3 separate regions of the Zea mays genome follow, and all the other regions are linked to region 3. The links are chromatin contacts, called in public Hi-C maps. All regions are on one chromosome and are shown on one strand. Each heading gives the region's core, a stretch centred on a gene start, on an enhancer-like site or on the middle of the called end of the contact. The rest is flanking DNA. Distances are from core to core; before and after follow the strand shown.

Region 1 (2,806 bases), core at 305-2,804, 200 kb after region 3:
TTTTGCTTTCATAGATGCACCTATATGACCCCTTCCTAAATGATACTAATATTCAAAAAAAAAAGTCACGAACATAAAACATCAGGACAAGTATAAAAATTTGCATGACTGATGCAGAAGAACGAAAAATAATAATAAACATTATCAATTTCATATTAAACTGAAAATTATTGTTCTTGATCTTTCTTTTGGGGTTAGACAGGACAAATAATAGAGTTGGAATGGAAACTAAAATGTCATCCTTATGAATATAGAAGTTCAAAAAGATCAGAGAATATCCCCCAACACGCACACACAAGTACGGACACATGAAAATCATGTATGCATCTAACAGCACAAAAAGATGGTTACTAAGAATCACCTGTGAGAATTTTGCTGAGTATAACTACAATGCCAGTTCAATCTTCAACAAATAAAGTTTCTCTAATGCAATGTATAATTGAAGCCATAACAAAATGCAATGTTTCTAAAAGTATTGTGCTAATGCTGTTTAACTTTCCAATGAATACTAGCCACTTTCCAAATCCCTTCATTACTTAGTCCAAACAAGCAAAATCAGAGATGTCACTAGAGTGACATGACAGTTGCACAATGCTGTCAAATACAGATATCCTTGGAAGTTGGAACTGAAAACCAAATACGTAGCTAGAATGATGCTGTGGAGATCACATCACAACCGTTGAGATTCTATAGCACACTTTATCCTAATTATAAGTTAAGTTCAACATAACTTTTCGAAACGGCCAATTTTACCACAGCTTCAAAATATCACCACTATTTCTTTTTTTTCCTCTTCAAACGTGGTAAGGGAATAAATCTACTTGCATGCTTCGCCGGCATGTTCTTCCATTAGCAATGTAATAATTGAAGTCTAAACTTCCACTTTATCAAACACCTTCATTTGCAATTGAAAAGGTCTGCGATTAGAATGGACGTTTATATCCTTTCATCTCTTCCCTTCAACAGATCATTCAGATACCCGCAGTCGCGCACACAGAAAATTCGTTACAGGCACGGTGCTTAAAATAAGTATCAAACACGCACGACAGAATATCACATTTTGATGCTTACCTACGACGGCCGTCAGAGGGGATCTCCTCAATTCTTATAACACACAAACCACAAAAAAACCGAATGAAATGACTAATGAGGGGGCGGGGACTGACGTCATCCCATGCGGCGACGAGGTGGTCGGGGGAGAGGCCCTTGGCGCGTTCGATGTCGAGGATGGATCCCAGCGGCTTCGGCTTCAGCGGGGTGAACCCGCTCGCGAACTGGGAGTAACCCCTCCGCGGCGGCCACCTGGTGAGGTCGACCGGCGCCGCGGTTCGCACCGGAGGCTGCAGCGACGGTCGGGTGGTCCAACCGCCATGGGATACTGCCAGGCCGCGGAGGGAGGAGGAGGTGGTGGAGAGGGAGGCGGAGGCGGCGGTGTAGGAGGAGCGCAGAAGTCGTAGCGAAATCCGCTGCATCGCCGGAGCACGGAGGTCGTAGCGGTGAAAAGGATTTTGGGCTGGGCCGGCCCTGTGACTTGAGAAAAGCAAGCGATGTAGGAGTACGTACTGGGATGTTTCGCACCCTCTGTTCCAGCTTTAACGTTCAACTTTAATGTGAAGTTATGTTGTACTAGATGAGTATCCGTGCGTTGAAACGCTAACATATAATAACATAATAATTTATATATAAAATGTGTCTTATATTGTTATAAAAATATTTCATAATCTATTTGTAATCTTAGCCATACATAAATTTTATTATTTTAATTTAGTTCTTTCACTACTCAATTGCAACCATCAGTATCATGCAGACTTTGATATATGTCACGATTTGCATGGTCTCATCATTGAAGAGCACGTGTCACACCTGCTAGTAGAAATTCACTCGTACATTGTCAGTCATCAGGTACGCACCACCATATACGCTTGCTTAAACAAAAAAGCAAGTGTATGTGTTTGCGAAGAGAATTAAAGGCAGGCCGGCACAAAAGATACCTTGACGATGGCGAGTGGTCATTGCTGTCGGTCCTCCTCTGTGTCACCTCTGGTGCCAAGATGACGTCATAGTCTTTGATATATTAGTCGTCGAACGCGCACGACATGGTGAGTATCGATGACTCTTGGCTGGGCTGCCAAACGAAGTGCACCCCGGGCTCATCAGCGAGGTAGTACACCTAGTCGTTGCACCACCGGATGTGCTACTCCTCAACATAAATCTTGTTCGAGGACACTCACACAACGTCAGCAACGACCGTCGTCCCAGCGCACAAGAATTCATGGCCGGTCAGTAGTGACTTACGTGGGAGGTTGAGCTTCAGGTGGATGATGAGCTGGACGGTGTGACGACGCCGTTGTCGGATGCGGTGCCCAGAACAACTCGAGAGTCGCCGGCGTTGGCGACGACCATGAGGTCCCCTTATTTGAAGATGGACAGCGCGGTGCAGCCGCTCTGGAACGCATCCAAGCGGCGGCTGTGCCGGAGGGATTTGCGGGGAGGGGGTAATGGGAATGACAGAACACGGAATGGCAGCCGGGAATGGGAATGAGATTTACGAGGAGGGGGAATAGGAATGGCAGAACACGGAATGACAGCCTACCCCTTACCGCCTTAATAAGTAGTAGAGATAATATAAATTTAAATAGTTTTAAAAAAATATTTATAACCTAAATAAAAAATAAAATGACTTATCTAAATGTATCCTAAAAGTTGCAACTTTATCTTCATAATTTTTTGAACCTCTTATTGATATCCTTCATCAACTTTATTAAATTTTATGAAACTAAAACAGTAATAAACAGGAACTAAGTTA
Region 2 (2,798 bases), core at 158-2,657, 240 kb before region 3:
ATTCCTGATCATACATATGGAAGACAAATCGGCAGGCTTGACCAAAATCTTGACGCTGTACTTAAAAGAGACGGACAATCTGATATTGACACAAATGACCTATTTGTGTAGTAAAATTTTCTCCAAGGTTTTATTTCACAAAAAAATATGGGTTCAATTGAAAACCTAATTTTTAAGCAATGTGATTATTTCTCCAATATAATTGTTGCATATAGAGTTCTGCTAACCGTTTATGTTGTTGTTGCATAAACGGAAGCTTTTGAAGTCCTACTTATGTTCTACAATGACAAAAGAAATAATGTACTGGCTGTAATAGCAATTTAGTCACGAATGCTACAGAAGATTGGCTACGAAAACATCATTGAAGATTTTATTTAAGAATACTAAGAGAATAATGTTTTTTTCAAATAAAGATCAGGTAACCAATACGATACTTAAGCTTCATTTTTGTATACATGCATACATAGTTTTGCTAATTTTGCACAGGTCCCAAAAAATCCTAGGACGCCCCTTGCATCAATCTAGAGGTAGATCTAGAAGAACATCCACATACCTGGGGAATATGTCGACGCTGCTTGACCAGCTTGGCATGGTGAGAGGAAGCTGTGATGGCTGCCGAGACGTTCTCAGACACAGGCGGCTTGTTCCTGAAGGCAAGGATGCGTGTCCGGTTGTTGAGCAACTTCTCGGCGAGCAGCCTCCGGTACGCCTCCTTGGATGGGGACGCTGCCACCGCGTTCTCCTTGTCCCTCCTGGGCTCCGTGAGCAGGTAGTGCGCCATGTCCATATCCATCGCCGACCTGTCCGGGATGAACCTATCGCCCTGCAGCACGGAAATAAGCCGGCTCGGTCAGGCGAATCGTCGAACACCCTACGCGCGCCCGCAAAACATTTCTGACTCTCAGGGAACAGGTGACTCACGTAGCACTTGGCCGACGGGTTGCGCGATCCTGTGCTCAGCGACGGCATGTAGGGCCGAGTGCCGGCCTCCTGAAGAGGGGGCCGCGCCGCTGCCGCCGTGTGGCTCTTCTCTGATGAGATGGAGTAGGTTCCTGCGTCCATGGTTAGAAGCAAAAGAACAAGAAACAAGGAGCAAGAAACAGCAATACTAACCGCAACCGCAGAAGATGCAATGGAACTAAACAGATTAAAGGTAAAATGAAAGTAAAATAAAGATGTAGCTAAATAACCAGATTAATTGAAAGCTGCAAGAAAAAAGAGGTGGGGAACTTGAGGGCTGCTGCGATGAGAAAAATCAGGCGCACGTCTCGCGGTCTCCCCAGGTGCTCGAGATCGGCGCGGGGAGGCAGAGAGGATGCCAGGAAGCAGAAAGGGAGGAGGATCTGCTCGCTTGCGCTGTGGGGCGTTTTAGGGTTTGGCCGCCCCACGAATTTTTATTTGTAGCAGGAGGGAAGCAGGGAGAGGGAAGCAGGGAGAGAAAGCCGTTGTGCTGCGTTGCGGCCTGCGGGTGGCCGCCTGAACGGCTCCGATGCGCCCATGACCAGTGATTACGTGCGATAGAAGATAAGAGCAACTCCAAGAAGGAATCCTAAACTGAGGCCTAATTCTGTTTTAAAGACGAATTTGATATGTTTAGGATCTGAATAAATTGTTGCTTTCCAACAAACAGACCCTAAACCCAGTGTTTAGCAACTAACTCTGATTTTCGCTGTTCCCGCTCACGCGTTACTCTGTTTCCCGCTCGCGTCACGCGCCTAGGTTTCTTCTTATTCCAGACGCCTGCACACACGATACATCCCACGGCGCCGTCAACCTCCCCAGCACAGGGCACCACAGATCTCCTCGCCTTGGACCACCTCCGCGCATCCATATTCTGGTCAGCGGCCCTCTATCTCCCTCCATCCTGTATTCCATTTGCATTGTTTCTGCAAAAGTCAGGTCCTGCAATCTCCTGTGCATTTGTTCCCCACGGAAGAGATAATAAAGTGCCAAAGATTCTTTGATTATGTTGCTTCTAATCAAACCATTGACGTTGTAGCCCATATGTTCTTGCCAGTATTGTTCCATGAGTTGTATCTTGTATGAATAATTTATTCAGAACCTGTTGTACAATTGCAAGTAGTATGTAGCATGTTGATCAACTTCATTTTGCAGTGTATATCGTCATATGTTGTGATATGTGACAGCTTATATTTAGTAAATGGGTAACTGAAATAATTTTATATTCTGCCATATGTCCACTGCAGAAAGATGTCTGCAACTACGATATCTATGATCCACCGCGAAGATGAACAATCATACAATGAACTTGACCACTTCATGCTTTTCTTGATGGGTGCATATCGAAAGAGGAAGCAAAAGCAGCGAAAAAGACATCGAGGTTCAGTTTTTGGACACAAGGTTTACAATCGAAGTAGAGATGAACACGGTATGAAATTGTACCGTGACTACTTTTGTGAGAACCCAACATATCCTGAGAAGATGTTTCGGCGCCGTTTTCGTATGAGTTCATCTCTTTTCAAACGGATAGCTAAAGCCGTTGAACAACATGATAACTATTTTGTTCAGAAAAGAAATGGTGCTGGTCTTCTTGGATTTTCCTGTGTACAGAAGGTCACTGCAGCTTATAGACAGTTAGCTTATGGTGTTCCAGCTGATTATGTTGATGAGTATTTGCGGATTGGTGAAAGCACTGCTATTGAGAGCCTACGGAAATTTATGAGAGCAATTTGCGAGGTGTTTGGCGAAGAATACCTTAGAGCTCCAAATGAAGATGATACAACTAGATTGCTTAAAATTGGTGAATGTCGTGGATTTCCTGGCATGCTTGGCAGTAT
Region 3 (2,700 bases), core at 20-2,519:
AGAAGAGAGAAAAATGAGCCCCCACTTTATTAGACAAAGAAGTGGAGGGTAAAAAAGGGAAGAGGAGTAAGAAGGGTAGAGTAAGAAGGGAACAAGAGAAAAATGAGGGACAACATGTTCGAAGTGTTTGGGCCAATGCCATTAAACTCACAATTATTATTGTTAGTCATAACCTACAAAATAAATGCATCATTACAATATGCTAAAAATCAAAGGAGCCAACAAATAATTGCAGGTTGACAAATAGCTTGTAATTGTAAGTTGATGCAGAAATGAGCTCATTTACAAATACCAAACAACACAATGAATGTTACAATAATGGTTGTACCAACAAGCAGCTAACCAAATATTACCTCAGCATTTTTGTCCATCTCCTCAACAACTGTGGTCCAGGCATCAAATTCTAAGCAATTCATAGTAGCAACACTCCATAATCTAGCCTCTTCTGCTGAAAGAACAGTTGCATAACGAAAGCAGCATGTTAAGAGCAAACAGGAGGTAGTATACTAAATTAGGCAAGCCTGAAGCCCAAATTTACCTTCCACGTAGGATGGCTCAGGAACCAGGTTGCCCATCTCGGTGATGGATGCGCTATTCCCTACATCCCCTGTAGATTGAAAATCAACCATATCGCCAGTTGTCCCATTCAAGTCCGCACTAAAATTCGGAAACAACATCGTGCTGAGGCTCAGGAAATCAGAAACGACCCCATCTTTAGCATCTGAATCAGACAACGGGCTCAGTCGTTGAGCAAAACGAATCTACCAAACAAAGAGGAGGTGCGTCACTTGTATTGTGACCACAGGTGTCTAAAGGGCGAGACCCTCACCTAGGATTGTGAAAGGGGCCATTGTTGCCGTTCAGCGGGGACAAGCCTGTACATCTTGTACCGGTGGTCCGAGCCGTCTGCCGCCACTCCACTGGCCACCGCAAGGGCGAGGAGGACGAGGAGTGCTGTCGAGGTATTGACGAGAGAAGCGGCCTGAGGGTCTGTGTTGTGAGAAGGGACGCGATCGGAGAGATCCGAGCGAGGCATGAGGGTGGCATTGTCGGAGCAGACGCTGTCGATGAAGGGTCGCTCGCGGCGGCTGCCGAGGGAGAGGGGGAGAAGGCGAGGCGGCGGAGCGCGCTGAGGGAGGTGGATGGGAGAGCCAGGTGTGAGGTGAGCCGATGAGAGAGACGGTATGCAGGATGTCAAGACCGCTCAGAACCAAAATTAAACGAGTTTTCGGATCCGATCGATCAGGCGTGGAAGGGGCGGAGGGCATGGGACCGTTCACACGCGTCGCGCCGCGGGGGCGTGCTGCCACGCGCCAGCACGGGTGCGGCCGAGTGCCCGCCAAGTGCGGCGAGACTCCCAAACAGGGTCATGTTTTAAGACTTTAGATGCGCCCAACGGCCCAAGCTTAGTAACATGCTGATACGAAGGCCCCAACAACCGAGCCAACGAGGTGCGGGCTCTATATGCATTTATAACGGTCGCTAAATATCATAACTCGTCATTTAGATCATTGCTAAGGACTATAAATAATCATGGCATTATCATCGTATTCCACGTACACTTTGCCATCGTCAGCTCTTTTTCTTTAGCAACGCAAAATATAATAAACACCTTACCCCAAACAAAAAAAATATATGGTCAAATATAACGAAAGGACCAACCAATGCTATAATTAATAACCCCCGGCGCCCCGATGGATCCAACCAAAGCTTGTACGAATAATAAATAAATTATTTATAAAAAAGACAACGCGCTGCCGGCCGCCGGTCCAGCATGTCCATATGCACTGTGGATTAGTTGTGCAGGATGGGCGGGCGGCAGTACGGCCCCCTGAGCCAGGCGTCGGTGATGTGCTTGTACGCGGCCTCCGTGAGGTGGATGCCGTCCCAGCTGAGGTGCGACGCCGGGCTAGAGCACGCGGCGGCGCCCGCCATGCCGCACCGCGCGCTGTTCTGGTAGTTGTACTTGCCGCCGCCTGATCCGCAGCACGTCTCGAACACCGAGCTGAACCCTGCGACACCCGTCAAGAGGAATAACAGTTATTAGTAGAGCCAACGGATATAGATCCGCTGTTCTGGTAGATGCGGATTTCTTTGGCTAGCAATAGCTAGCATGCATGGACTGCAGATATGTTTGGTTCACTACCTCAGTTGCCACATTTTGCCTAACTTTTCTGCCTAAGGTTAGTTATTCAATTCGAATAACTAACCTTAAACAAAGTGTGACATATTTAGCCACAAACCAAACAGGCCCGCATTGCCAAACGCCCCGCCACGGGCTACTGAGGAGGAGGGTATTAAAGATGCAGAGGGGAGATATGCTTCTTTCTCCATCCAAGGAGAGGCAGCAGAACGGCCGACTGGAGCGCATTGTTGGGGGCATGCGCATGTGCTGGTTGTTGGTGGAGAGATTAATAAAGGGGAGACGCTTGACACTGGCGCCGCGGGGCCTCGCATCCGACCGCGCGTGAGTGATCTGTGCGGCCCCTGACCCTGTTCAGTGCTCACCAGTCGTCGTCGTCGCGAGCTAGTGCGAGAAACGACGACGTCGACGACCATGCATGCAGCATATATGTCAGAGGCACAGACTGGGGCCACTCATTTTTCTATGAACCGCCGCACGACATGTTGACGTTTCCGCGTAAACGGGCAGGCCGGCATGCATGGATGCATGCATGGGTCTCAGTCCCACTCTCACAC

The links. A called contact is a pair of places that touch in the nucleus more often than the background predicts.
Region 1: a contact with region 3 is called in a Hi-C map of ear, with 2.3 times the contacts expected there. The contact joins the promoter of LOC100217299 here to the promoter of LOC103626951 in region 3. A contact is called at or near these places in 2 of 25 Hi-C or Micro-C datasets (ear and tassel).
Region 2: a Hi-C map of ear shows a contact between it and region 3, with 2.0 times the contacts expected there. The contact joins the promoter of LOC100384140 here to the promoter of LOC103626951 in region 3. A contact is called at or near these places in 3 of 25 Hi-C or Micro-C datasets (ear and tassel).

The regions. Positions count from the first base shown.
Region 1 is chr5:139,681,852-139,684,657 of Zm-B73-REFERENCE-NAM-5.0, reverse strand. LOC100217299 reads right to left here and starts at 1,554. Exons shown (of 4, transcript NM_001157003.2): 1 at 1,167-1,554; 2 at 1-45. The coding sequence starts at 1,472.
Region 2 is chr5:140,123,442-140,126,239 of Zm-B73-REFERENCE-NAM-5.0, reverse strand. LOC100384140 (cell division cycle202) reads right to left here and starts at 1,407. Exons shown (of 7, transcript NM_001176720.2): 1 at 922-1,407; 2 at 554-823. The coding sequence starts at 1,062. It also overlaps the pseudogene LOC109939783.
Region 3 is chr5:139,880,329-139,883,028 of Zm-B73-REFERENCE-NAM-5.0, reverse strand. It overlaps LOC103626951, which reads right to left and starts at 1,269. Exons shown (of 7, transcript XR_002262353.1): 1 at 830-1,269; 2 at 539-721; 3 at 354-448. LOC100273681 (alpha-L-fucosidase 2) reads right to left here. Exons shown (of 5, transcript NM_001148093.1): 5 at 1,530-2,012. The coding sequence ends at 1,795.